Regions from separate parts of the Mus musculus genome. Here region 1 is linked to region 2. A link is a contact called in public HiChIP or PLAC-seq data. All regions are on one chromosome and are shown on one strand. Each heading gives the region's core, a stretch centred on a gene start, on an enhancer-like site or on the middle of the called end of the contact. The rest is flanking DNA. Distances are from core to core; before and after follow the strand shown.

Evidence for each region. HiChIP or PLAC-seq counts read pairs in DNA pulled down with a chosen protein or histone mark.
Region 1: a FOXA1 HiChIP or PLAC-seq map of pancreatic cancer cells shows a contact between it and region 2. The contact joins two enhancer-like sites. A contact is called at or near these places in 4 of 484 Hi-C or Micro-C datasets (bone marrow-derived macrophages, cerebellar granule neurons, liver and 1 more) and 5 of 115 datasets of contacts at active chromatin or transcription factors (CD8 T cells, embryonic stem cells and pancreatic cancer cells).

The regions. Positions count from the first base shown.
Region 1 is chr13:52,186,371-52,190,008 of GRCm38.p6, forward strand. No RefSeq gene overlaps it. Among named protein-coding and RNA genes, the nearest start is that of Gm33041, 35 kb to the right of the region's middle. Within about 2 kb of position 2,056, at least 64 of the 459 cell types and tissues checked have an H3K27ac peak or open chromatin away from gene starts, as enhancers often do. A contact at or near this core is called in pancreatic cancer cells, where this site is marked.
Region 2 is chr13:52,001,500-52,005,592 of GRCm38.p6, forward strand. No RefSeq gene overlaps it. Among named protein-coding and RNA genes, the nearest start is that of Gm40948, 80 kb to the right of the region's middle. Within about 2 kb of position 2,327, at least 51 of the 459 cell types and tissues checked have an H3K27ac peak or open chromatin away from gene starts, as enhancers often do. A contact at or near this core is called in pancreatic cancer cells, where this site is marked.

The DNA of each region.
Region 1 (3,638 bases), core at 806-3,305, 180 kb after region 2:
GGTTGGAAGGATAGAATGGAGTGATGAAGGGTGGTAGTACAAGGAACCCACAAAGTAGCCAAAAGTCTGGTTACAGGTGCTGTTCCACTGCTTAGAATATTCCAATGGCCTCTAGGACCTCCTATCTTTCCCTGAAACCCCATGTATCTTCCTATAGATAGACCCAGACGGTCCCTCCCTGTGTCCTACTCTGCCTCACCTGTGTTTTGCTCCACATCTTGGCATTGTGTTGAAACTGTTTGTTTACGAGTCCATCTGCCCATTAAACCATGCACTCCTCGAGGGTAGGAAATTAAGTCTTTATCTACGTCCCCATGGCACTCAGTAAATATTTGTGCAAAGTACCCAGACTATAGAGTCTGAGGGTAAACAATATTTGGCTGTCAACAGCTCACCATTGTGCAAGGCTACAGCATTGGCTGTGGAGCTGCGGGCTTTAGTTTTAATTTCATGTTTATTATCATTAGCAGTATCATCGTTATTATGATAATGAGAACCCCTGCAAGCAGTGACCCCAGTGGCTCTCTGTGTGTGAAGGTGTCCGAGGTACATCTTTCTCTCCTAGGAGGTGATAGTTTCCCAGTAGTGAATCTTCCACGCTGGCCACTGGGCAGTCCCTGGTTTGTTTGGAGGAGTTGAAGGCTGAGTAGTATCCTTCTGCCAGTCAGCCACCTACTGGATGACCTAGCTAATGCTGAGTGTGGAGGGTGACTGCCACCATAAGCTGTCTGTTTGCAGAGAAGATAAGCATCTCACCTGGGCCACTCCTGGTGGTGTTTATGTCTTTTAGATTGCAGCTCTGTTTGGGGTTGTGGAGGCCATGTTGCCTCATGCAGTCTGCCTTGCCCTGAGACAGATTGCCACCCTACATAAGGACTTATCGGCTCCTGGAACCAGCTCTGTCCCGACTTGCCCTCTTTGTACTGGACAATGGGGATGGGATCATATTTGGGAAGCATCCTGCTTCAAGATAGCTCACTATGAACAGAGCTATCTATTGGTACAAGGATAGACAAGGACCAAGTCCCTCACTGAGAAAGGAACTTCCTTTCTTGGGTCTCCTTTCATCTTTGCAGGAGGAGCCACTCAACATTACTGGCTTAAAAATAACCTAGAGGGAAGGCGGGACTAAAGAGATGTCTCAGCCCTTATGACTATGTATGCTTTTGCAGAAGACCTGAGTCAGATTCCCAGTACCCACGTCGGGTGGCTGACAACTTTGTATCACTCTATTCGACTCCAGCTTCAAGGGATCCCATGTCCTCTTCTGGCCTCCAAGGGGACATGCACAGATGTATTATGTATTATGCCCTGACATACACATAATAACAAATAAACATCACTTTAAAGGCCAGGGATGCAGTTCAATTGATAGAAGCATTAAAGGAATCTCCCGTCTAAAAGATGACAATGGAGTTTAGTTATTATTGTTGATGAGTGTTTTGTCAGGAAAGCAAAGAAAAAAAATTTCCCAATAAAATATAATTTATATCAAGAATCCTTACCCACTACTTACCCCCAACAAAGACATCAGGGGCTCCATCTGAAGCTGGGCATCCTAGTTCTCCTCTGGGACTTTTTTGCCTTGAGCTGAGGGCACTGAGACCATGCTGGGCCTGTTGCCTTGCCAGGATCTGGCTTCCCTCCCTGAGGTTGGCTTACTGGCCACATCATGCCCCCAGCTGGCCTGCCCCGTTCCACATTCCAGCTCTCTGTCTTCCAGCACTCACAGAGGCTGTCTTTGCTCACTTGGACACAGACTCTACGCTTCAGTCTATAGGTCACTTTCCCCGTGGGACCTTAGCGTTATGCCGCCGATGAGGTGGCCTCAACGCAGTTCTGAGGAACTATATTCCAAGCAGTTCTACATGTCTGTGAGTGCAGGGGTCCATTTCTCCCTGTAGGTGGAATGAGAAGCCTGGATTACCCAGCAGCTAATCCCCAATCTCTCCACCAGCTTCAGCAGCCAAGTCCATATGACGACAGCACCCCTTGGACTCTGTTCTGTGTAGGAAGGCTTAGCTATTGACATAAGGCCAGCTGTACACTGCCTGGACAATGGGGACAATCCTGCCAGCTCTGCTCCTGCCTGTCACAGTTGTCATGTCCTGTTGAGGTGACACAGCCCTCCAAGACTTTTCTTGTCTCTGTTTCTCTTTTAAGCACTCAAATATCAGCTTTACTCTGACCATAGACCTCAGGGAAGGCCAGCAAACAGAACCTGGATCCTTCCAGATTGCCGGGTTGCTCAGTCATGATTACCATAGCTTTCATGTGGTTTGAATGATTACACCAAGATTCATGTGGTGGGAACCTGGTGCCAAGTGCGGTGGAATTGAGACTGTGGGACCTTTAAGAGGGGCAGCCATGACTAATGATGTCACAACTACTAACCCTGTTGAGTAACATTCATGATGGCTCTTCCCTCTGAAAGAATTGTATGTCCCTCAAGACTCATTAGTTGTCATGGGGACAAATTACTGTGAAGAGGAAGCTGACTTTTGCATCCCTCTGGCTTTCTGTCTGGTCATGTGATCATTCCCTCTTGTCCCATCTTCCTTATCATGTTGAGGTGGAGCCAGAAATCTCTCACCAGAGCCAAGCAGACACCAGGGCCACATACTTGAGCACCAGAACCAAAAGCCAAGTAAGTGCCCTTTTTTTCCTTATATAGTTGCAAGCCTCAAATTTTTGGTATAGCAACGAGAAACAGACTAATCTATTTTCAGCTGAATCATTTATAACATGAGCCCTCCAGCCCTACGTGTTCTGAGTTCTAGCCTCCCAGAAGCCTCCAAATCCCAGGAACAAAAGACACCACTGACCCAGATCAGCCATTGATAACATCTGTCCACCGTGCACGTGCAAACAGGCATTTGCAAAGAAACTTATTCAGCAGCTACTCATCCAGACCCTGGGCCTGGATCTTCCCGAAATGGCATAGTCAAGGTTTGTAAAGCAAGTCATTTGAAAGGTGATTCGCTTGGAAAATGCATTTTTAAATGGGATGGTGCTGTTCAGGCTCCAGTCTCGGTGACCTCAGGGATGCACGCACGCAGTCTGAACAGTGCACAATTGTAACTGTTCCATCAGGCAGGGGGTACTCTAGGAAGAAATGCCTGTACTATCAGACTATTGAAACAGGTTGAAGCTTGCTCCAACCGCTGGACTTTTCCTGGGAATCCCATGCTGAGGCAAAAAAAAAAAAAAAAAAAAAAAAAAAAAAAAAAGGTTGAAGCTTGGTGTTGATTAGAGGAGGAACTTGCCTTGCCTCCCAGGAAGAGACGTCCCACAGTTCTGATCTCTCGCCAGAACACTTTGAGGAAGGACTGAACTAACTGGAGCTGTGTCAGGGATGGGCTGATCCTGGGCAGGACCACACCCTGACCTGACTGCTTAGCTATGCATGCCTCTTGCATTCTATTTAAGCCTAAGCTTCCTGTCGAGACTCTGGCGATAGACTGGGGGTAACTTCTTCCTTCTTCCTGACAGGATCATATGAACCCCCCGCCCCGCTTCTCTGCCTTTCACTATTACTACTCTCTTTGACTGGTACGACAGGTCGGGTGGTTGAGCCTGCCTTGTAGCTGCCAGGGTGTAGGCTCTGACCCACACAGCTCTAGTGACATGGTACAGAT
Region 2 (4,093 bases), core at 1,077-3,576:
TGGGGCTGTGACTCCGATGTCTTCTTGATCTTCCCTTTGATTATCGAATGCCATAAGGTAAGTGGCCTCTGTGAATTTCTGGGTGTGATGAGCCACTCTGCCACGGGTCCTGGCACAGCAGGGCCAGCCTACTGTGAACCGAAGACTGTGAAACCAGATGTCAAAACAAACTTTCCCTACTCTGTTGAATTTCTCAAATATTTTTTCATAGCCAGGAAACACGACCAGTCTATTATTTCCCTTTAGCTCCATGCAGAGGTTTTTCTAGATTATTCCGGGCATCCTGTTGCAAGTTGGCTATAAGGAGTCAGAGAAACTGAGCAAAGCATTTGGCTTGGAGTAGGTCCACGTGTGCTTTTTTATCTCCAAAACGTTTGAACTACCATCTATGGAAGCCACTTTCCCTAACCATCAAAGACTCTTAGGAGCTGGCCCTTCCAACCCCCCGGGATCTCTCTGGTCCACATCTGTGACTCATAAATACGAGGAACGAGCTTGGTTAGTTTGACACGTTCTTGTAGTGAGTCAGGGAGTGGAACGAGCAACCGGTTATTTGAAGAGATCACTTACATAGCAAAGTTTTTTGGGAAATCTAAGGGCGATTTTATTGTGCCCAAAAGGAATGAGTTGTAGATTGCCAGCCCGTATATTTAGAAGTGCAGAGGATGGAGGAGGGCGTGGCCGTGACAGGCCTACTGCTCTGAAGACTGGGATGAGAAGGAAGGACAGTGAATGAAGGGCCTGTAAACACACCCTGGGCTCATCCATCAGTGAGCCATGAGCATCTCACTACACTGTTGTGCTCAATACAAGGAGGGTGTCGTTAGGATCCAGGAAAGAACCTGGGAGCTTCGGGGAGTTCCAGGAGGCCTGCCAACTCTGATTGCAGGCTCTCTGGTGGGGACTGGGAGGGGCTGTGCTGCTTTGAAGGGAAACCAACTGTGGCTTGGTACCTCATTTTCTCGGACAGTGTGAGCATCAAACATTGCAAGAAGCTAAGAAGGAACCGCAAGATACAACTGAAACCAGCTACCCCCACCCCAACCCTTGGCAAGCCGGTGGGAGCTTGGAGCCAGATCTGACATGCTTTAGAAAAAGATAAAGTATTTCTTTCATGTCAATGGCTTAGTGACTTGTTTGGGTTTTTCTTTGTGTGTGCACACACTTGCATGCTGGTGTGTATTAAAATTTTGAGTATTTATTTATGTGAGTGTGCTTGTATTTATGTGTGTATATGTGTATGCACATATATATGTGTGTGCATCTGTGTGAATGCATATGTGTATGTGTGTGTGTGTATGAGGCCATGGAACGAATTACCTGTGGATGTCAAAGGCCAATGCTCTGTGAGAAACAATTCTTACCTTCCATTATGTTGGTCCCAGGAATTGAACTCTGGTCATCAGACTTTGCAGCAAACATTTTTATGTGCTGAGTCATCTTGTCAGTACATATTTTGATTCCCTCCCTCCCTCCCTGCCTCCCTTTCTCCCTCCCTCCTTCCTTTCTTCCTTCCTTCCTTCCTTCCTTTCTTTCTTTCTTTCTTTCTTTCTTTCTTTCTTTCTTTCTTTCTTTCTTTCTTTCTTTCTTTCTTATGAAATCTCTAATGGGACTGGAACTCTACCAGTAGGCTAGCTTGTCTGGCCAGAAAGCCCCAGGGATCTGCCTGTCTATGCCTCTCCAGAACTGGGGTTGCAAGAAGATACCACCACACACAGATACATATTTTAATATGAGGATCAGGTCTTTATGATTTCAGGGCAAGCATATTACTAACCGAGCCATCTCCCCTGCCCTGTGACTGTACAGAACGAGGGCTTCCAATTCACCAACTCTATAGTTGGCTGGGAAATTCCCTCAATCCTTTACATGAAGGATGGGGGAAGGGGAGCGAGCTTGTTTCAAGCATGCTCAGTGTCAGCTGCAGCTCCTTTGGGGAGGGCATTTCCCAGCCATTCATGCTGCTACCCAGGGTGTATATAGAGGATGGCTCTAGGGGAGGGATACTGCTTTTTTCTTTACCATTACCAGACATTTCTGCAGCCTAGTGCTACAGTGGCCCCATTAGAGCACAAGGTGAGAGTAGATACCCAAACTGCATCAGAAGGTGTGAGGTGAGATTAGCAAGCATCTACTGTCTGAGCCTCCCTGAGGGGAGGAAGGAAGGCTCCTTTGAGACTCTGAAAATCAAGCATAGCTGTGGAAAAGTGGGAGACCCGTGGAGCCAAATCACACCCACGATGCCATGATTCAGACATGTCTGGGTCACCACGAGATCAATGCTCCCGGCCTGACTCAAGAGGCAAGGGATGGTATGGATTGAATTCCCACACACCCACATACCAAATTTGTCCACAGGAGGGAATTCTGGCCCTGAGGAAGGCTGGGTGGCATGGGAATAGGTGGGCAGTATTTGAAAGCAGTTTGCTCTCATGAGCCCAGTGTTCCACGAGAAGGAGATCCATGTCCCCTGTCCCTCTCCACCATGATTTAAAAAAATAGACACACACACACACACACACACACACACACACACAGTGCAAGGAGTTGTGGTTATTTGGTGACATGGTGTCAGCGGTTTTTCAGAACTGGGCGAGCCTTCCCTGCACAGGAACCAGCTCAAGCTGTGCATGCACGCTATCCATACAGTGCTGCTGTCTCTTTCTGAGGATGTGGCTGCCTTCTGCCTCTGCCTTATCTTTCTTCCCTTCAGTCTTGGTGTCTTCTTTTTGACTTTTCCACAGCCACACAAGGTTGTGGTAACATTGTACAACCTCAGTCTCTGGTCCTCCTCTTGGGCTCCTCTTGGCTGCTTCCTAGTCACACACTGAGTGTGCATGGGGCAGAGGCAAGGCCCCCAGCCTCTCTAGCTTCCTGGCCATGTGGAACATTCATCCGAAAGCAGAGCTCCCTGTGGTTAACATTGTACAGGCCTGAACCTCCCAGGAAAGGCCCCCTCTCCTTTGATGAACAGGTGAATCTCCTTGATCTTCAAGCCTTGTTACCTTCTAGAATACCTTTGATCCTCAAAGCTGCTTTCAAACCAGCCAGCTGGGGGCTAACCGGCAGATACCGGAAGCCTTGATATCTTTCCAAAATGGCTTCAAGGTTGGGCTTCTAAGGGAATGGGGGGCCATTCCCACGCCAATGGAGCTTGTGTTTACCTGCACCTGAGGAGGCAGGGGTGGACAGAGGTGGCTGTCAGCATATGGTGGGGTCAGCCTTGTGCCCCCTTTGTGATTCCAGGCCCACGGAGGAATTCTGTAGAACACAGCCCGCAAAGCACTAGGGAGAGAGGTGTGGATAGCAGGAGTTGGTTTTCTTTCTCCTGCTTTCTCTCTCTGATGGTTATGGAAGGTTTCACGACAGGCGATAGGTTCACACATTGTGGAGTGTGAATTCTCTTCCACAGGTTTCCATGTGGTTGAATACTTGGTTCCTAGTGGGTGGTCCTATTTGAGAGTATGGACTTTGTATGCATGTACATCTACATGTGTATGTGGGTGTATACACACTCACAGACATGTCTGCATATGTATGTGTGTGTGTGTATGTATGTATGTATGTATGTGTCTGCATACTTGTGTGTGTACTTTCGTCTTCAAGCTGGTTTGTGTGTGTATGTATATGTGTGTGTGCGTGCTTGTGTGTGCATTTCTGTCTTTAAGTTGGTGTGTGTGTGTTCACATAAGTGTCTGCATGCTTGTGTGTGTGAGCATATGTGTGTCTGCATGCTTGTATGTGTATTTGTGTCTTTTTAAATATAATTTTTATTAGATATTTTCTTTATTTACATTTCAAATGTTATCCCCTTTCCTGGTTTCCCCTCTGAAAATCCCCTATTCCCCCCACCATACACACACACCAATCCACCCACTCCTGCTTCCTGGCCCTGGCATTCTCCTACACTGGGGCATCGAGCCTTCACAGGACCAAGAGCCTCTTCTCCCATTGATGACCGACTAGGCCATACTCTGCTACATATGGAGCTGGAGCCATGAGTTCCTCCATGTGTACTCTGGTTGCTGGTTTAGTTCCAGGGAGCTCTGGGGGTACTGAGTTAGTTCATATTGTTGTTCCTCCTATAGGGCTG